Linked DNA regions of Mus musculus: region 2 is linked to region 1. A link is a contact called in public Hi-C data. All regions are on one chromosome and are shown on one strand. The core of a region is the stretch at or near the end of the contact, and the rest is flanking DNA. Distances in the headings are between cores, read along the strand shown.

The links. Hi-C and Micro-C count contacts between places; a contact is called where the count stands out from the background.
Region 2: a contact with region 1 is called in a Hi-C map of muscle stem cells, with 2.0 times the contacts expected there. The contact joins two enhancer-like sites. A contact is called at or near these places in 3 of 15 datasets of contacts at CTCF or cohesin (CD8 T cells, the NIH/3T3 cell line and large pre-B cells), 9 of 484 Hi-C or Micro-C datasets (CD4 T cells, CD8 central memory T cells, DN3 thymocytes and 6 more), 8 of 115 datasets of contacts at active chromatin or transcription factors (CD8 T cells, a beta-TC-6 cell line, effector CD8 T cells and 4 more) and 1 of 9 other capture datasets (liver).

The regions. Positions count from the first base shown.
Region 1 is chr10:14,016,510-14,019,554 of GRCm38.p6, forward strand. All of the region lies in intron 1 of Hivep2 (human immunodeficiency virus type I enhancer binding protein 2), which reads left to right. Among named protein-coding and RNA genes, the nearest start is that of Hivep2, 52 kb to the left of the region's middle. Within about 2 kb of position 1,427, at least 168 of the 459 cell types and tissues checked have an H3K27ac peak or open chromatin away from gene starts, as enhancers often do. A contact at or near this core is called in CD8 T cells, Th1 cells, muscle stem cells and 3 more, where this site is marked.
Region 2 is chr10:14,084,802-14,087,846 of GRCm38.p6, forward strand. The region is part of intron 2 of Hivep2 (human immunodeficiency virus type I enhancer binding protein 2); the gene reads left to right. Among named protein-coding and RNA genes, the nearest start is that of Gm51759, 41 kb to the right of the region's middle. Within about 2 kb of position 1,505, at least 164 of the 459 cell types and tissues checked have an H3K27ac peak or open chromatin away from gene starts, as enhancers often do. A contact at or near this core is called in CD8 T cells, Th1 cells, muscle stem cells and 3 more, where this site is marked.

The DNA of each region.
Region 1 (3,045 bases), core at 177-2,676:
AAATTCGAGCACTCTGTGAAAAATCTTTGAACTAAAAATAATTTTCACCTGTATTTATAGCCCTGCTATCATACTTGAGGAAAGTGGTGAAGAGCTTACCAGTAGAGAAAGGTGTCACCTTTGCTGTTCCAGAGAAGTCAGATACTTCTAAAACAAAAGCCCGCAATGCTCTGTCAGAGTGACAGTCTTGTTGCTAAGAGCCCTTTGCTAGTCGTGTAGGCAGGGCAGCCAGTAACATCAGGTACTGAGATCAACTCTATCACAGATCCCTTCTGTGTGGCTGATAAATTTGCATGACAACAGTGGAAATCTGCATTATTCGGAGAATCGCCAAGTAAGGCTAACAAGGAGGAGGACATAGCAAGCAGGCGAGGTGTTCAAATCCTGAGGCTGAATTTTAGGGTCTGTGATAGCCAGTTTCCTTCATTGTTCGCCGTAGGAAACTTGGAGGGGAACATTTTTAGATATTCAGATAGAAAATATGTCAAAATCCAGCCTTTTCTGATCTGCAAGCTGCACATATGTTTGAGTAGGATGGGAAAGGAACAAATAACTTGAATTATTATTATAATTGTGATACACGTAAAAAGATATTTTTCTCCTCATAAAACAACAACAACAACAACAACAACCTAACAATCCAGGCTTTATGCCATCATTAATATTTTGTCACTTGCTTGGTTAAGATCTCATCATTTCTTATTTTCATGCACCCATTTGTTGAACAGTGGTCATGCTCATGAGCTATTAATCTTAATGAGCACATAAATGTTCCACATGTAGCAGGTGTATGTAACACACACCATAATTATTCCTATAAATGATCCAACCACTTCTGAACAATTATAACCGCAAAGACAGGGAGCAGAATGTCAGCTTCTGTGGTGTACCTTGTTATTAAGTTTTATTCCACTTAAAAGCATGTTTTCCAGAGACAAAAGATTCACAACTGCAGTTTGTACTATTTTCCTACCTTCAGTTGAGGAAACAGCCATGACTATGGATCTCCTGTGGCGACTATGTATCTCCTGTGGTGACTATGTATCTCCTGTGGTGACAATGTATCTCTGGACTGCTTGAGTCTAATGTTCTTAGGCCATGTGTGTTATAAGCAGAAATTGTGCTTTGAAAGTTGTGAGTAGAATTAACAATGCTGTGGCATTTTGTGAGATGGCTGGTTGGTACTGTTTGATGCTTAGAAAGAGATGCTAAAACTTACTAAACAGCTTGTTACGGTGGGAGCATGTTTAAAGCAACTATTCCTGGTTCTGTCTGTTGAACTTAAACTTCAGCCACTTACTGTGGCACATTGACTTCAGGTCTGTTGTAAGAAAGTCTAAATGTAGGCTGTTGAATAATCCCTTTGAGGGCCCTGTGACTATTTTTATGCCTGGATATGCGTCATCAGTGGGTATTTTCTCTGGTGACTCGCTTACATCAGGTCTCCTTCCATACATTCTCCCAGCGAGTGACTTATGATTGATGGGAGCCACGGCTGTTGTTTAGCTTTATCTGTGACCTCAGCGAGTGGACAACAGGAATTTCCAGGCTGTTAAATTCCCTGCATGCCTGAAGACAGGGGCTCACGGTGTTGATCAAGGCAGGTAGTGAGGGATATTATTCACCAGTGATGACGGGGGAGGGACAGAAGAAGAAGGGGGAGGGAGAAAGAGGGGAAGGGAGGGGAATTCCTTTTGTGAACAGCCGAATCCCTGGCTCAGCTCTTTCCTTAGCTCTTCGCTGTGGCTGCCTGTGGGGAAAGGTGCATTTCCGGACCGAGAAAGTGGATAGTTAGAACCCCCGCTGTGGGCAGCTGGGGGAGGAGGGTGGCAACTCTGGGTTGGATAGAGCTGCATAGGATTCTAATTAGTTAAGAGGTTGCCTTTCATATCTGCTGGAAAGATCCATGAGCAGCTGAATTGTTGTTGCTGTTGTTAGCCATGAATAAGAGCAGAGGTTCTAAATTTTAAGATGTTGAGTAGGCACAGTGATAAGAATTTTGTGTTTGAGTTTAGTTGGCTATCCATGTAGCACTGATTTTATTTTTTAACCTGCACCTTATTTTGACAAGCTATGGAGACCTGTGCATTTGTGTATATGTGTGGAGATGAATTATAACTAACACACAGGAATTTTTAATTTGCTTCCTTTCCCACTTTTTTTTTTCTTTCGAACGAATGTAAGATTACTAAACTGTAGCCAGATTGGCCCCAATATCTAAAACGCTGTGTGTGCTCTCCCCCAAATGGTCTGTCTGTCTGTCTCCACACCACTTCTTTCCTCCTCTTTATCTTCCTGTCTTTATCATTTCCTCCTGCTACTTGTTTGCAGAAGTGATTCCCAATTTCCTGTGGCGTGAAGGAAGGCGGGGCTTAAGCAGGTGGGTGGGGGTCACATGTGAGGCAGGGCACACTAGGCTGCCTCTGTGGGTGGCGATCTTTCTGGTGATGATTTTGGTTTCTTTAAATGCCAATTAGACAAAATGTAAACACTCTTTTTACTGAAATGCAATTATAACATTTACTCATTTAGGTAGAATTACTTTTCTGGTCTTTTAAGACGATTTCCACTATGAAAAGAAATTACTGATTTTGCTTACCAATTTTGTTATTTCCCCCACACACCCCTTCCAAAATCAGGGCATTTTCTCTTAATGTAGCATTACCAGTCTTACTGCAACAACTTTCTTGATAGTTTGCTTCCTAGGAACCAAATTAGGAGATAATCTCTGCCTCTGGTACCCTGAGAAAGAAGTGTGGGGTGAAGAAACTGTCTGGAAGTATTTTATTCATAGCTCTTTGGTTTCATTCTGTTCCATGAAGTGGGCATGGGACATTTTGTAATTATTTTTGTCTCTTCCTTTCACATGAGCCTTCCTAATGGCAAAAACCTATCACCTGCCAAGTCATGTTGTTTCAGTTTTGGTCATTTAAAATTCGAATGACTGTAGGAGAAAGAAAGAGAGGCAGGTGCCAGGCAAAGCTCACCTACCCAAACCCTTTCCTTTCCCTTTGAGAACTCGCTCCTTGGAGAAGCAGGGTGACT
Region 2 (3,045 bases), core at 255-2,754, 68 kb after region 1:
TGCCTCTTGTTATTACATCAGTGCTGTACACCAGGGTTTCTTTGGATTGCGGAATGAGTGTGTCTGTAAGAAGGGAGCCTTTGGATGGTCTGTGGTGTTGTCTATGTAGTCTTAGGAGGGCCTCTCCCCGTCTCTCTGAAAGATACTGTTGTCATTTGGTTCTAAGCCTGTTCCACTTTATTGCCTTTTAGTATGAGGGCAGGAAAAACAGGTTCTTACTTAAAATTGGAGTTGTTATGGAAGGTGCCAGGTTTGGACTGTCTTCGTATTTCAGGGATGTGACAAGCCTTTGCTATTGAAGCTTTCTAGTTGGCAGCGTTAGTAGGTGCACGTTGACATTTCTGTCTACATTCCTGTGTCTTAGAGGGAAAATAAGTTTGCCAGTGTTTATCTTCCTGAGTATTACTTGACATTAGTGCTGCCCGAGAAGCCAAACTTGCTTGAACCAGTCACCCAGATGGCCAGACTGGGTGGCGAACCTGCCTTAACGATGCTCGGCGGTTGACACGTGGGGCTGTGAGGTGTGCTGCTCCCTCGTCTGTGCCAGGCATGCAGAGCGTGTTCTTTGATGGGGTGAGACAGATGGTACCCTGCAATCTAAAATGATGAGGCAGGAAAGAAAAGTTGAAAAAAAAAGTAGAGAAAGGGCATTTGATTTTCTAATTCACATTTCGGAAGTGAATTCGAGCCTCTGTGATTGACTAACACATGCAGTGTTGCTCTAAGACATGAATCCATTAGCGTCTGTTTGAACAGATCTGAGTAATCGGCAGGAAGCAAGCTTTTCCTTCATGGCTACTGTCCCAAATTTCATGGGGTTGCCTCCAGATCCAGATTTGGGCCCTTGAAAGACAGCGCAGATCAATCTAGATTTTCAGAGTAACACATCCCATACCACCCATCTCAACCAACAGAGGACAAAGGGCTGACTTTCATTTTCATGCTAGAATATATATTTAGATATTTCTACACATACATGTATCAATAGGAGTGGGGGGGGGGGGTACAAGTGCCTGGCGAAGTAGCCATGATAAGGATAATTAATCAGTCTTCATACAGCTGCTTCCTGACATTTCTGCAAATCGTTGTGGAAAAATTAATGAAGGTTAAATCAGTAATGGTTTCAAGCTTGGCCAGTGGAAAGTATGACACTGTTTCCATCAGCAAGTAAGTTGGGCTGCTTTTTTTTTTTTTTTTTTTCTTTCTTTCTATAGGGGAAGTGGTTTGCTGTGCATTCTTCACAGGAACTGGAAAGGCGCAGCTGGCCTGTGTGTGCTGCAGGTATGCAGGAGCATTCTGGGAGTGCTCCACTGACTGCCTTTGATCGACGGCACTGACTTGCCTCTTGTGCCGCTTGTAGAACAGGAATATTCTTTCTACAAGTTTTATTTGAAAGATCCAGTGAGAACGCAGGCCTTCTGTTGGCCTGCCATCCAGAGAGGCCGATGCTCTGTGAATGTGAACTTTAGGAGGTAGAGTGTGGAATTTATGACAAACAGAAAGTGAAACTCACCTCGTCCAGTTTATTTTTCAAGCTGAAGGTGGTTCAGCACAAGCCCAGTTCACATCCTGCGTAACCCTATGGGATTTCCCCAGCAGTAGTTAAAAATTTTCCCATAGGGTCACACAGGATGTGAATTAAGTAAACACTTAACAGGCACGATGAAAGGAAATCAGCTTTCTAAATGGTCCTTTCACTGTTAGCATCCTGTCCTTATTAGAAACCTGGGTAAGGGCCACGCAAGTGTCTCTTTCTCAAGCCATGACATTATTAATTGAATGTATTAATCTTCTTTGTTACATAAGACATGCATTTTCTTATAGAAGAAACGGAATCTCTCATGGGCATTTTTCATGTGTGTTTGACTTGTATGTGTGGGGGCTGGTTGTATATATGAGTGTGTCCGTTTGCATTGAGGCCAGAAAGCAACCTCAAGTGTCATACATACACCTTATCTTTTTGAGGCAGGGTCTCTCGTGGACACTATGCCATGTCTCTTTAGCTGTCTTCTTCAGTGTCACCTTCAAGTGGTGGCAGTAGAGGAAAATCAAGCTCTATAGCCTGGCAAATAACCCAGGCCCAGTACATCTTTATTACCATCTATTAAATACATCTATCTATATTATTTATATCAGTATTATCTATCTATCTATCTATCTATCTATCTATCTATCTATCTATCTATCTATCTATCTATCTAATTATGAGGTACAGATGAATAGATAGATGAAAGTTATATAGATATAATTTTGATCTACCTATTATGTCCTCATCTGTGCTTTGAGATCTAATTTAAATGTCACTTCTTAATATACCTTTTTTTTTTTTTTTTGTGCAGTTCCTCCGGGTACCTAAAACATACACATTTTGCCCATGGTGTTCCTCTACTGGTTTAGATAATTCTTTACTCTTAAATTATGTTAGCTCTCACCATTCACATGGAAAAGTGTGAATTTAGTGATCTTACACTTATTGGTAAAGTTTTATTTCTCTTTTTGTAAGACACACTCAACATAAAGTCCAGCTTAGTACTAAAGATACTGTGCACTTCCTGTACACAATGCTGGGAAGGGGCCAGCGTTTGCTGGAAGTGGAAGAATTTAGGTCTGACCCTGGGGTTGTTACTACATGGTAACTGCCTGTCATCTCTGAATGAACAAAGCATTACTCTACAGGGAAAGTGAAATAAGTAAGAATGGGGTTCTGAAAGTGTGCTTTCTACCACCGAGCCGCAGCCAAGCGTTTTTGTGGGAAGGGGTGGAGGTGTATACATGTATGTGTGCATGCTTATGTGCAGCCCGAAGACAATCTTTCATTTCTCACTGCCATTTACCTGGCTTTTTCCAGTTAAGGTTTCCACCGAGGTTAGGACCTTCGGTGTAACTGATTCTCTTAGACTTACTGACTAGCAATTCCAGAGAGTCTCCTGTCTTTGCTAACACTGTGAGTTTTTTATATGAGTTCTGGGGAATAAATTTAGGTTCCCATGCTTGTATAATAAGCACTTTACACACTGAGCTATCTACCCGGGCCCAAGTGTGCTT